Regions from separate parts of the Mus musculus genome. Here all the other regions are linked to region 2. The links are chromatin contacts, called in public HiChIP or PLAC-seq and promoter capture Hi-C maps. All regions are on one chromosome and are shown on one strand. The core of a region is the stretch at or near the end of the contact, and the rest is flanking DNA. Distances in the headings are between cores, read along the strand shown.

Region 1 (4,638 bases), core at 1,195-3,694, 540 kb before region 2:
GAGCCTTGTTTGGATTTTTTTTTAATATGAATTGTTTCCTGTGGATATTTAAATGTTTATCGAGAGCCAGCTTTTGCACACACAAGCATGTATGTATCTTTCAGTGGTCATACTTAAAAAAAAAAAATCACACGCACGCGCCCACACGCAGCTGCATTTAGTTCAGTGATTATACATTCATATGAATGCATGTAGTGTGTTTATTTCAGAGTGTATGCATTTCAATAAAAGCAGGTGCAGAGTGAGAGTAGGGTGTGAGCGTGCAGTACGAAAATACACATGCTGATGCATATGTAGCGAGAGAGCTCTGCAGTTGGACTGCACATCTCAAGTTGGTGTGTGCTCACTGCAGCTCCCTTGCAACCCGGCTGGGTTCAAACAGTACTGTTAAAAGCTGTGGGTAAAAAAGGCAAAGTTCCGATACGGGTAGGGAGAGGCCCTACACCCTGCCCAGGGTTCGGTAAAACATTGGTGTAGTAGGCGGCACGGTTAGGAATGGAGAATTGGTTTAGTCATTGACAACTTTAAAAATCCTGGATTTCCTGTTTTAGCGCTTGAGCCTCTCCTCATCATGTTAATAGGGCTTCCCAGACTAAACCTTAATCCCCCCAAGACTGTCACATACAATGTTGAACAGGAAGCCTACCATTTCTGAAAAGTTAAGGTGAAATTTATATAATGACTTGTTTAAAGGAATCCTCCCTTTCTGAATGATAGGCATATGTTATTTAATCGCTACTGAAGATAGTAGCTTTTAGCATATGCCATCCATTCAGTTCTGTCTACGTGATATCTTTTTAATGGAAATCTATGGCCAGAAGTGAACGCCAGTGCTTCAAAACTTAACAGTTTTAAATTCACCTCTCTCTGATACTGTCATTTAAAGGCTGTGATACAAGAAGATGTATTTCTTTAAAATTTTAAATAAAACCCAGAGATTAACTCTGATCCTGCACAGTGGCTTCCCCCACCTCTTTTCTCTCCTTTCTGCCTTTGGCACACTTTATTTTCCAGTAAAATAAAGAATTAAGATGGATTATTCAAAACTGATAACAGTAATGGACCATCCTGTAATGTTTTATTGAATTTGAGTTCTGTGAATTATGTGGTGGAGAGAAAGAAATTCACCTGCTTTAAGTATAACAGAAATCACTACTGTCTTCCTATCATTCTTCAGGGTAATTTAAGAAAAGTCCACTCTCCATATCACAGTTGGATAATAGGTAGAAAGGTGCCATTATCTGGTGTGACAGCTCTTGATGAGCCTACCAAGGAACACAGATGAATGCATCTCCTTACAGCTTGCTTGGCGTGAGGCCATGAGCAGGTGGAGCTTGAAAATAGTCTTTCACCTGGACACATGACCAAGAACTCACCAAACAGGCCAGTAGCCTGGAGAATATTCTGTCTTTCTCTTAGGAGGGAGGGCGGGTTCCTGAAATCTTTTTTTTTTTTTTTCCCTAAGAGCTTTGAAGTTCCACAGAGCTGATAAAATCTATTTTAATCAGTGATTATGTTCAAAGAGGAGACAAACTGGAGGCCAGACAGGCTTTTTGTTCAGATTGGCCGTCCCTTTAACTTATCTGCTGTTTTAAAGAATTTATAATGAGCCTTTGGAAGGACTGATAATATTTATTGGAGGTTTTCTTTCTTTTGCAATCAGTAATGAATTTTACTTGTAATAACTTGTGTAACTCTTTGTCGGAATGTAAAATAGAAAGGTTTAGGAATTTATCAGTAAATGTATTCTTTAATTGAAAAACATCAGGGCTCTCCGTTAGCCACTAAGTAATGACAGAGTAGAATAATTTTATGTTTTCATACATACAACACAAATCTAATTATTTGTACGATCTGACCACCCAGTGAACGCCAGATTCTTATTTCTAGTGAGAATAATATTTGTGACGTGTTGGGAACCCCCTTCATAACATGCACGTCTTTTGTTTCACTTCTTTTTAGAAACAAGATTACTGATTTTACCTAATTTAGTTCAGTGACTTTATTGAAGCACCTATGGGACACAGATTGGCTGTACTTTAATTGGGTACCTCAGCTGGTACTGTAATGTGACAGGGTGTGTGGTCTTTCCGTACTGTTTCTTTAGTATGCTAGATTGTTGGTAATGATGTCTGGATCAGTCAGTCATGAGAAATTAATACTAATGACCTTAACCTTCCCTGGCAAGACTGCACTATATCTGACCTATATCACCTGGGAAAAGGGACCACATAGACACTGAATTCATCAGCCATTCGAACTACAACTGGAACAGGACCCAGACTTTCACTCTAGTGCCTGCATCCTAACAGCTGCCATTTGCATCCAGATTATTCTACATTGCTCTTAAGTCATTTTTAAAAATTAACACTAAATCATATGATTTCTAACAATATTTTTCAGGCATTTCCACCAGGGGGCACTCCCCTCATTGAAAGCTCTGGGCCAAAAAGAAAAAAAAAAAGTTTGTGAAACAGTAGATTGTCTGAAACAGTAGATTGTCTGAAACAGTAGATTTTCTGTCTCCACTGGCTGCTATGGAGCTCCTTGAATGTCTGGGGTTGGGAACACTGTCTTGGCACACTCCAGGCAGGACACCTGCCTTCACTCAAAGCTATGGTTACATTTGGGGAAAGGGCCCCTCAGAGGCAACGCTTCTCTGCTTAAATGGGAAGGTTTGCTGACTTCAGATTCTCACCCAAGTGGTGATGTCTTCTGGCTGAGCCACACCCCTGGTGAGTCTTCTGTTAACAAGACTTGAAGGAAAATGTTTCTGTGTTCTGTTTTGTTTTTTCTGACAGGTTTGGCTTACTCACTATACTTCTGCTGTGGAATATTCTTAATAGACATATATAAAATATTACTTTGTCATTTTGAGATTGTTAGATGTCTAATATCAAGTGCTCTGATGTACAAAAAAAATTAAATATTATACCCTAAATATTTATAGGGTATCTTTTGCCCTGATTTGTTTTCTAATTTACTGACTAGTTAGTAACACTGTGCAGATTGGCATTTCACAGAGCAAAGCCACTACTGAGTGCCTTGGCTGAAAGAGCCCATGGCCTTGGTTCTTTAGTAACAGTAGTCTTAGCTGATAATGACCATTTCAATATATTCTAGTGTTCCCTTTTTCATCTCTGCAGTCTATATACACATAATTACTTTAGTACTTATCAACAACTTTTAAGCATAAGGCATTGAGTTAGACAGACAAAATTAACTATACTATTATCCTTGAGGATTTCATGACATTTTCTATATTATATGTATTCCTATGCAATTGCTATATATTGCTTTACCAGCCATGTTTTTGTCTGTTCCATGTATGTATGTATGTTTTTGAGACGAGGTCTTACTGTGTAGTCTGACTGGCCTCAAAAGCATGATCTTACAGTTTTAGCCTTCTTGGTGCTGGAACTACAGGCATGGTATCATGCCTTGTTTTCAAGTAGTTTTTGTTTGTCCGTTTTTTAAGTATGTAACATTTTGTGGGAACAGTGGCATAGACTTTCAGTGTGATGTGTCTTGTTTCTTTTTATAAGACACATCAGAAATAGTCTAATCAGTTGTCCTAGTGCAGGTTAAAGAGTGGGATGGCTGACTGCCTGTTTGAATCTGAGGTCAGTTGACAGGATGTTTGGTTGTCAGTAGACAGAGTTGCAGTTACTAGTTAGTCTCATGGCCAAAAGGACAAATGCCTCAATTCTTAAGGAACATTTCTTATGAAAGTCCAGACATAAATCCAGGCTTTGGTTGCAGTAGACCAACTGTGAGATTTATTTGTGACTAACTCAGTTCCCCAGAGCTTGGTGGACATTTCTTCCCTCCTTAAGAAGCTGCTTATAAATCAAATGATGTATTTTAAAGGGACAGTGTTCTTATCTGTAATAAGTACTGTATCAGTATATCAGGCAGCATGATGCACTGATGAGAAATTGAAAGGATCTCCAAGAGTTAAAATTTTGGGGAGTCTATTTTACCTTCTCTCACTCAAATATACATTTTTTGACCATTTCTTTAGGGTTTGGGTAGAGGTAGATTTCAAATTGTGCAAAAATCTGGATGTAATTCTACTACTATCACGATAACTGATGTAACTATACTATGATAATATGTCTAAGTAAAGAAAGCAGGCTACAGATTGACGATGACTTCTAAGTCTTATTATCCTGGAGACAGCGCAGCCTTTGCTGTTCTTGGACTTCATACTCTTCAGATACATCAGAAGGAAATCACCCATTTAAATAATAAATTCCCCCCCAAAGAAAAACAAACATATTGTAATACTGAGTTATTGAGGGAAGAAAAACACCTTAAGAGAAGATTCTAGAAGTTTGTAAGTTTCTGCTGTTGCTAATAGTGACTTTTAGTTTGATGATACTCTTTTCAATATGTCAAATTCTGGGATAGATTTTTACAGTGTGGAAGAGTAGTTAATTATTTCAGGTGTGATCTGTGGTTTCTGACGTGCGAAGTTTCCAACCTGTTACCTATCGGTATAGCATAGAAAGTTTTACAGTTTCCCATGGCAGTCCATTTCCCTTTAAACAGCAACTTAATGACTACCTGTGACACTTTGTAAATTGAAAATTAAGGAACGACAAAATATCATCTATATAGACAAAAGTTTGAGTG
Region 2 (4,666 bases), core at 1,987-4,486:
CGTCCTTCAATAAGGGTTCTTAAACCCTTCCATTCCCCTTCTAGCCCACTATCCAAAAGTAGGGGAGAAAAGATGGTGTGTAGGACAGAAGTAGTTCTATGGGGTGATTCTAGTCTCCCTGTTCTGACTTGTTTGTTTTGTCTTATTTTATTTTATTATCATTCCTTAAATGCCGGTTTCCCTTCCCCCTAAGGAGAGATAGAAAGACTATGGATCCAAATGGGAGGGGAGACAGGTAGGAACTGGGAGGGAGTGGAGGAGGGGAACCATAATTAGAATATATTGTTTGAAAAAAAATCTATTTTCAATAAAAGAAATATCAGAGGCAGTAGAAATTTCAATTTTTAGAGTGTATGTACATGGTGTGTGTGTGAGACAGAGAGAGATGGAGAGAGAGAGAGAGAGAGAGAGAGAGAGAGAGAGAGAGAGAGAGAGAGAGAGAAACACATGTGGAGGTCAGGAGACAATTTGCAATAGTGGGCCTATCATGTGAGTCTCAGGGATTGAACCCAGGTGGTCAGGTTTGAAGGCAAGTACCTGAAAATTTAATTTTGAGCATAAAAAATCTTTAGACTGTGTACACAAGCCTATAATTAGCAGTTAATTATTCAAATTGAAAGTTAGCCAAAGACAAATAGACAATCCATTTATTTTTCTATGTTCTAATGGATTAATGTTTTTAATTAAATTAGCCAAATTCTGGCAAATTTTCCATCAAGAAGAACAGAGTCCAAGAAAACAGGTAGCCATTTTTTATACTGAAATACAACTCATGTTAATGCCAATATGTTTGAAGTCAAAATCAACTATATAAATGTATAAAAACAAAGAAATATATTTTGGAAGACAACAGCCAACCTAAAATATTATTCACTTTTCAAAAATAGAGCATCCCTACATTTAAAAATCAAGAAATAATTTATAGTACAGTGGATTAACTCAAGAGAAATTGCTATGGTGTAGATCCTGGCAATCCCCAAAGGTCCCTGTGTTAAATGCTTTTTTGCTTAATATTACTGGGAGGTGGTAGAACCTTAAAGAACTAGGCCCATAGCTGCTGAGTAGCTACCTTGGCAGATAAGATGCAAGCATTAACCTAGGTTTGAATCCTCAGCATCCACACACAAAGCTGACTGTGGCCTTCTGTAGCTGAAACCCCAGCACTGGGGAGCAGAGACAAGTGAACGCTACTCAGCTTGTCTAGCGGAAAGCAACCTTCAACTTCATCGAGAGACCTAGTGTCAAGGGAATAAGGCAAAGAATGATAAAGCAGGATACAATGTCCACCTCTGGCCTCTACCTGTGTGCATACGTACATGTAACACACACACACACACACACACACACACACACACACACACACACAAGGGGTGAGGTGGTTTAGTGGAAGATTTGAGCATTGAGGGTCTGCCCTCAGAAGAGATATTGGAATTCTGTCTCTTTCATTTCCTCCTCTGCTTCTTGGCTTCCCAGCATGTACTTTCACCATGTCACAACCCCAAAAGCAGCAACGCCAGCAAGCCATGAACCAAAAGTCCCAAACCATGAGCCAAAGAAGTCTTTGTGTGTTTTTCAAGGTGACTATCATTAGTTGTTATATATAATATAGAGAGATATTAGCAAAACATCATTACTGTATTTTGCTACAGCAATAAAAATCTAACACAAAAATTCTGCTTTAGCTTGGTAAACCACTTTCATTGTCTTTACTATCTTAAGCAATATAATCAAATAAACTCCTTTACTTCTGTATGGTGACACATATCAAATCAAAGCAATACACACTTGCATACTTTAAAAATTATCTGTTTACCTCATTTGGAAGACCTTTATGGGTGACTTGCTAATATTTTCTACATTCTTATTGGCTATCTTTGGAATAACAGTGTTGGCTAAATGGTATTTATCGTTGTAGAACATGAACTATTCCATCCTTTATCACTATCAATTCCCAGTGAGAACTAACTCCTTTGATGGTACTAAATAAATAATAAGAATAAAGTTATAACATTCAATATCTGATTCAGCACTAGCTTAATGAGTTTTAAGGTAATGTTAAGTGCTTTGAAATCTTCAGAGAGTAGAAAAACCAATACACTCTACCACCCACTTTAAGAATAATATTATTCTATTAGATATTAATATTATAATTGTAATTTTCATTTCAATATTTGCACTTTAATTCTCTTGCTTTTCTTACCTGTATTTGATGAGTGATTGAGGATTTCAGGAAATACAAAAATAAGAATTTTGGAAGGTACAGAACGAATTCTGGCTAGCTGAATTATGCTGAATTATGTTTAATAGTATATGAATAAGGCCTACATTAAGTATGGAAAATAAGCTCACCATCATGTTACTGGGTTTCTTGCTCAATCTCTCTTTTCACAGCCAGTGGATCATGGACCTGCCTGAGCCTCAGCCTTTTTATTTCTCAGAAGAGACCATCTCTAACTGCAGTTTTCCCTGGACAATGAAAGCACAGTAGACTGAACGGAGAAAGATTTGTGCTTAAAGATGTGCAGTAAGGATTTCTTATGCTTCAGTTAGGAGTGTTACCTTAAAAATCCACCTATGAACCCCAGATCTACCATAATGTGCAACTCATACATCTGCAAACCCAAGTTTCCTAGCAAAGAAAACCATCACCTTTAAATACCAGTTAACCTTGGCTAGTGAGACTTAGTCACAGTGCTTGTGAAAGTATTACCTGTTCTGAGTTCACACCTGATGAGAAAAAAAAATGATTATTTTTAAATAAATGACCATAAGAATCTGTAAATTGACTGGGCGGTGGTGGCACATGCCTTTAATCCCAGCACTTGGGAGGCAGAGGCAGGTGGATTTCTGAGTTCAAGGCCAACCTGATCTACAATGTGAGTTCCAGGACAGCCAGGGCTACACAGAGAAACCCTGTCTCGAAAAACCAAAAAAAAAAAAAAAAAAAAAAAAAAAAGAAAGAAAGAAAGAAAACAAAAGAATCTGTAAGTTCTGTAAGTTGTACCTAGGTGGTGTTCTGGCAAGCTAAGCTGTACAGAGAGGCAGCCTTGAGACAGGCTTCAGCGTTGACTTAGTCCAGCAGCCGATCTCCTTCCCACTGTCATTAAGAATGTATTTTTAAAAACTCAAGTTGGAGATTGTATTCAAATTCATTCTGCTGTCTTTCTCGGTGGGTCCTGCTCCCCTGAGATGAAAACGTTGAGGACTATTTCTTGCATACTTTGAAACTACACAAAGCTTAGCCTCCCCTGGGGCAGGAACACACTTCCTCTTTGCTGAGGCTGATATGTAATTTATCATGCTTTCTCTTACCAGCCTGCCAAAAAAGCTTAGACCCAAGGTTGAAACTCCATCCCAGCAGCCATGAGGATAATTACAGTTAGCATATTTTCCTCATTCCTCTTTCTACAGCCTGCTTTTCTATTTTATTAACCTTGTTGCTAAGTCATTTTTTATACCTCATTGCTAATTCTTCTAGAAAGAGGTGAAATACAAAGAAATACAACTGTGAAATGAACAGAGCCTATAAAAAATTACAGCCTCTTTCTGAAGAACAGCATCTTTCACATCGGCACAGGATATTAACATCAGACATGAACTTATTTGGAAGTGAACAGCATGATATCAGCAAAATTTAGACAAGTAGTAATTTGTTTATTAGATGCTTCATCAAGTGTCTCAATGCATTTTGCTCTATTAATCTCTTAGGAAAATTTGAGGCCTCTCTGAACACTTGGCATACTCAATTATATTAAATATTTTGTAAAAATATATGCTAATAATTTTTAGGTGAGCATCCATCTTCCAAGTGGAACTGAAATTATTTGGAAACAGACCCTCTCTATCACTTAGGAGGATGTCTACTGCTACACCAAACCAAAAATGTATGGAGGCTCAACACAAGTAAGGTTGAGTTGTAGTGGCCCTGAGTCTGAAGGAATTGATCCTAGTTAGCAGGCACATCTCCAGGGATGTGTCAGGTACCCAGGCTCTTCCATAGCCTATTTCCCCACCCCAGGTCCTAGAAAAGAAAAGGAACTAAAACACTGGCTTAAAGCCCGTGCTTATCCCATTACTGGGGCCTATGGAGTAGCTTCCTCCAGATGCAAAGCCAGGGCTGGTTGAGAAGGCCAGGAAGTCAGCTGTTGAGGAAGTGGCTCATGACTCGAGGGGCGCTTTCCAGCAATGCCTCCACATAAGTCCTGAAAGACATGCCTTTTCTAGTACCTTGCTTTCCTAGCTACAAACAATTTCATGCCTCCCATCAACTCCAAATTTGTCATATTCTCAAGACAAACACTGAGTGGTCATTTGACAGCTTAAATTGTCCCACGTCAGAGGAGGGTGTTGGTAGTAATTTTAAAAAAAAAAGCAAAACAAACAACAACAACAAAAAAAAAACAAAAGTTAGCAAGGTCACAAACTGACATTCTCCTGTCAGATAATCCAGATATCTCATCTCCAGCCCACTCCCATTTGTTCATAAGTTCATTTGTCCCCAATTGTTCATTTTGCTGCATAGGTTATCAAACACAGTGCAAAGCATGTATCCAAAAACATGTGTATGCCTCCAACGGTCTTTATTCCTAAGGTTTTTTTGACTTATTTTTATGTCTTGTTTTGCTCCTGTGTACATCTGTGTAAACATGTGTGTGCCTGATGCCCA
Region 3 (4,555 bases), core at 921-3,420, 590 kb before region 2:
GGACTTGAAGGGAAAAACCTGAGCCAGGAAGAGAAACTCATGTTTTATGTTGTTTTGCTCTTTGTAATCACCCATAGCTTCTTGCTTTGCTTTCCAGGGGGCTCGTTGGCTTGGGGGTGGGGGGGCGAGGAGGAAGAAGAAGGGGAGGAGGAGCAGAAGGGGGAGGAGGTAGTTCCCCAAATGAAAATTAGTTCATATTTGTTTATGTCCTTATGCCTTTGGCATGGTATTTTGAATTATAAAAAAAAAGTTGAAAAAATTGGAGAATTCTAGGGAAATCAAGGATGGACGAGGGGGCTCTCAGAAAGCTGCCTGAACTATGTCATTTTGCTTCATTTAGAATGACCTCACCAAAAAAACAAAAACAAAAACAAAAAAAAACCAAACCAAACCAAAAAACAAAACACAAACAAAAACTCCCACTGCACCGTCGACGTGTTTGCTACCAAGGCTCAAATCGCTAGTCACCCACCGTGTCAGGCTTGATTCATAGGCAACCGACAGAAGAGGACCTGACAGAGCTTTTAGGAAAAACTGAATTCTCAGCCCACAGTCACTTTCCAGGAACTTGCCTGCAAACAGCTCTGCGCTGGAGGGATGGAACTCCCAGCAATCTCAATCCTGCCACCCTGACTGCCTTCGCTCCACATACAATTATTTATGGGGACTTAATGAGAGAGCAAGCCTTATGTGAAAGAACGCAAGAAAGTGCAGCTGCTAAAAACAGACCCAGGCAGTTCTACAGTCCTTATTTTTACAACTGAGCTTCTGCAATTCCTGCCACGAACCTAACAGCTCCACTCCTTGCCAAACACACAAAGAGAAAAGTAAAAACTGTTTTCGTTCTGCAACCCCCTTAACTTCGAGTAAACAGTAGTAATTTTCTATCGTCACGTTCAATGCAAATTTCCCAAAGGCGACACAACAGGAAACAAAAGACCTGTTAGTTGATAGCTTCCTTAGAGCTGGGGGTTGTGTGGGGAAGGAGTAGCAGGGGAGTGGGTTAAAGTTGATAGAGTCCAATTTCTCCCTAGCTTGGGGGTCCAAGCCTTCAGCTACTTTGACCTTTCAGAGTTCTTTGGAGCTTCACCAGTTGAAAAGGTCCCTGGGCCCAGCCTCCCCTCCTACGAAATCCGCATTTCTTGACCTCTTTGCCCCTGCTTTTGGGTGGGTCAGGGTGGGAGAAGAGACTTGGACAGTGGCTTAAGCATCTCCTTCTGGTTGGGTGCGTCGACCTACAGCTGCCGACAGGAAAATGATACTGATGCAAATAGCTGGGGTTGAGAAGGGGGTCTGCAAGAGGCCCCCTCCTCCTCCATCCACTATGTGTTCCTCAATAGGGGTGCCCAAGAGAAGAGGATAGCAAGAAGAGCCCATCAGTTTGAAGGGAAGGAGGTCCCCTCTAGGAAAGATCTTCTCCATCAAACATTGAAGAGAGGGGAAAACTTGGCCCGCATGCCCCTACTGGGGAGCGACACACCCCACACAAGCTGGCTTGCGGGGCGCGGGGGTTGTGCTCAGGCCTCTCACCTGACTTCCTCCTCCGCTGGCACACACACACACCAATGCCCCGCGCTCTGCACCCCCAAAGCCCAGGCAAACAACGACAAGAGGAAGCGGCGGGCGGCGAGGGTGCGCGGCGGGGGCGGTGCAGGTGAGGGCCGGGGCGGTGGGGCTCCGGGGCTCGCCCACACTTACCCTGGCGGCCGCGGGGTCGCTCTCCCGCAGCGACCCTGCACCCGGGCGGCGCTCAGGGATGTGGCGGCTGCGGTGGCTCGGGCTCGGCTCAGCTCGGGCTCCACTGCGCGCTCTCGGAGCCACCGGCCGCCCAGGATCCTGCCGCCAGGGGGAGAAGCGGCCGCGGGCGCGGGGGAGGCAGGCCGGGCCCGGTCGCTCCCGCTGTGGGGTCCGCAAGCCCCCCACGCGGGCGAGAGGCGAGAGCGCGGCGCCCCAGGCACGCACGGCCCCCGGCCAGCGTCGGGGGGCTCTCGTGGGGGCGCCCCGATCGCCCGCGCCGCGCTCTACACTGCGGGCTCCGAGCGGCTCCCGCGCCCCCTCCCGCGCCCCGCCCCGCCCCCGCCCCTTCCCTTCCCCCTCGGCCCCGCGCGCTCCCCGCTCGCTGCTCGCCGCGCTCTGCCCCCTTTAAACGCCCACTTCGGATGGGGAGAGGAGACAACTTGAAGTCAAGTTGCCATTAACTTCCGCGGCGGCCGCCAGCTCGGCGGCGGGGAGGTGGCAGCAGCTGCAGCCGCCGCCCGGGAAGTCCGCCGCCCGGCGCGCCCGCGCGGGGAGCCGACCCGGCCTCGGCCCGCACCGCTGGCCCGCGCTGTCCCGGTTCCACGCCTGAGTGAGTCCCGCTTCTTTGCTCCCTGCCAGTGCTGCTCCCGCTCTGGGTCTCTTGCCCGGCTCGCCTCCGTTTTCTGCGGATGCGGAACCGATCCAAACTTCTCAGTGGCCCCGGCTGGGGCGACTCTGCGCCCCTCGCGTGCCGGGGTCTTGCTGGCCCTTCTCTCGAGCGCGCTCAGACATTCGGGAGGACTGGGCTGGTGAAGTGAGGGTCATGGCCGGGATGCGGACTTACTTGGCGTCTTTGCCTCTCCCGCACACCTGCCCGGCAGGAGTCCCTCGTTAGACACTTTAGTCCAGGTCGTGGGCATGGCCCGCTTTAGAGGACGAAGGCGGCGTGGGGGGAAGCCCTCGGCGGGCGAGTGGGGAAAAGGGAGCCGCTCAGTGAGCCCCGGTGCGGGGAAGGAGGCGAGGTGCGGGGTGGAGTTGGAAAGGTCGCGCGCCAGATCTGGAGTTCACTTAGCATCCTCTCCCATCTCATCTCCCCCTGTTCTTTCCCGGCCAGCCCTACTTTGCTGGTGGCGAGCGGAGGTGGAGAGGGGCCTGGGAAGTTTGTGGCAACTTCTCTATCCCGAGAGCCACTCGGGCGCTGGGCGCTCAAGTTGGAGCCCAGAGTTTGAGAGCCGAAGAACAGCGCTCGTGCAGCCCACGCCGGCGATCGCGGGTCGGTCCTGGAGGGTGATTCGGGTTTGGGCTTGGGCGGGAAGCCGAGGGAGGTACATGGTGTCTTAGCTGGGACTGTGGCCCCACAGGTGCAGCCCAGGGGGCAACTCCTCATTTCCCTGCGACAGTACACACCCGAGAGCGGCGGCCTTCTACAGTGTTCCTCCATTGCAGAGCTCCCAGGGTGGCCGAACTGGGGTTGGGCAGCTCGAATGCAAGGGACTGAGGGGGCAAGCGGCAGGTCCAGATGGTGACACGTGCGTGTGCTTGGCCCAGCAAAAGGCGCTAAACAGGTCCCTTCTGGGATGATCCCAGAAGACCAAGAGGACAGCAGCTTAGAGCTCAGGGTAGAGGTTTTGACCCTGGCCTCCACCAGGGCCAGGTTTTACTTAACAAGATGTCAACCACAGGCTCATCTCTTAAAATGTCCGGTTGACAACTTTGACCTCTGCACCCTTTCTGGGAGAACTTTCTCTGAGGCATGTAGGATTCCCAGGGTTAAGACGTGGATTTCACTTGTCCATAGGGACCGGAAGACACCCAATTCCCTGGAGAGAACCTTTTCTGCTCCCGATTGATTGGCTGGGGTTCCATGTTTGTATCCTTGGAGGCCAGAGAACCCAACTTTCCCAAGACAGAAGAGGGGAATGAGCAAGAGTCTGGTCTCTTTCTGCCAGAAGTCAGGTTCTGTCCTTAAGCAGTACCTGGATTTTTTACAGTGTTTGTGCCTGGTGACAGAAGCTCAGCCTTCCAAAAACTTTACTTAATTTTACACCTTGTCCAGAGTGGATTTTCTGAAAGAGTGAAATTTTATTTTGTAGTCAGATTCTCCAGATAGGTAGGTAGGTAGGTAGGTAGGTAGATAGATAGATAGATAGATAGATAGATAGATAGATAGATAGATAGATAGATAGATAGATGAGTAAGTTATGCCATACTTTAAATCCAAAGAAAGCAAGGGTTGCGGTGCTGGCTCTATAACCCTTTATGAATCTCCCATGTGGAACTCGGGCTATGACTTAGCAGCGGTTCTTTATTTCTATGGCATATTATTTTTGTAGAACAGTAGTAAGCGCATACACTGCCTGCTCCAGTCTGCTGGCAAACATTAGCATTCAAGCTTACATTTTTGACAAATGTGCAGACAGGAATAGCATGAATAGGCATCTTAAATATTAACAACCCAAGCATCTGTTGTGAAACAAATTTAATATATTTACTCAGTCTTTCTCACATTGTTAGGAAAGGTTATAATAAGTGCTTAATTTCAACTTAACTTAGCAGAAGTAACTGGCGGCATCATTCACTACCTCCCAAGCTCTAACACAGTTACCACGCAGAAATACTTTAATTAACTTGGTTAAGGGCATTGTTAAATAAATACATTTTAAGCAATGTGCATACTATATAACATGCAACAGTAGCGAAATAGTCATCCCGTTTGTATGCATTTTAAATGACCTCATCTTATAAATATACCAAGTATGTTTAGTCTTCATCTCTATTTGACACTTATTAGTTCATTTTTTTCTAATGGAAACAATAT

The links. Promoter capture Hi-C pulls out the DNA fragments that hold promoters and counts their contacts. HiChIP or PLAC-seq counts read pairs in DNA pulled down with a chosen protein or histone mark.
Region 1: a contact with region 2 is called in a RAD21 HiChIP or PLAC-seq map of pro-B cells, with 7 times the contacts expected there. The contact joins two enhancer-like sites. A contact is called at or near these places in 1 of 15 datasets of contacts at CTCF or cohesin (pro-B cells), 1 of 484 Hi-C or Micro-C datasets (ventricular fibroblasts) and 2 of 115 datasets of contacts at active chromatin or transcription factors (embryonic stem cells and large pre-B cells).
Region 3: a contact with region 2 is called in a promoter capture Hi-C map of pre-B cells, with 3 times the contacts expected there. The contact joins the promoter of Satb1 here to the enhancer-like site in region 2. A contact is called at or near these places in 4 of 39 promoter capture datasets (the C10 cell line, the HPC-7 cell line, HPC-7-derived erythroid cells and 1 more), 3 of 115 datasets of contacts at active chromatin or transcription factors (bone marrow-derived macrophages, pro-B cells and stem cell-derived neural progenitor cells) and 1 of 9 other capture datasets (liver).

What each region holds. Positions count from the first base shown.
Region 1 is chr17:51,775,872-51,780,509 of GRCm38.p6, reverse strand. All of the region lies in intron 7 of Satb1 (special AT-rich sequence binding protein 1), which reads left to right. Among named protein-coding and RNA genes, the nearest start is that of Satb1, 54 kb to the left of the region's middle. Within about 2 kb of position 2,444, at least 6 of the 459 cell types and tissues checked have an H3K27ac peak or open chromatin away from gene starts, as enhancers often do. A contact at or near this core is called in pro-B cells, where this site is marked.
Region 2 is chr17:51,239,126-51,243,791 of GRCm38.p6, reverse strand. No RefSeq gene overlaps it. Among named protein-coding and RNA genes, the nearest start is that of Tbc1d5, 62 kb to the right of the region's middle. Within about 2 kb of position 3,236, at least 20 of the 459 cell types and tissues checked have an H3K27ac peak or open chromatin away from gene starts, as enhancers often do. A contact at or near this core is called in the HPC-7 cell line, pre-B cells and pro-B cells, where this site is marked.
Region 3 is chr17:51,830,262-51,834,816 of GRCm38.p6, reverse strand. Satb1 (special AT-rich sequence binding protein 1) reads left to right here and starts at 2,170. Exons shown (of 11, transcript NM_009122.2): 1 at 2,170-2,347.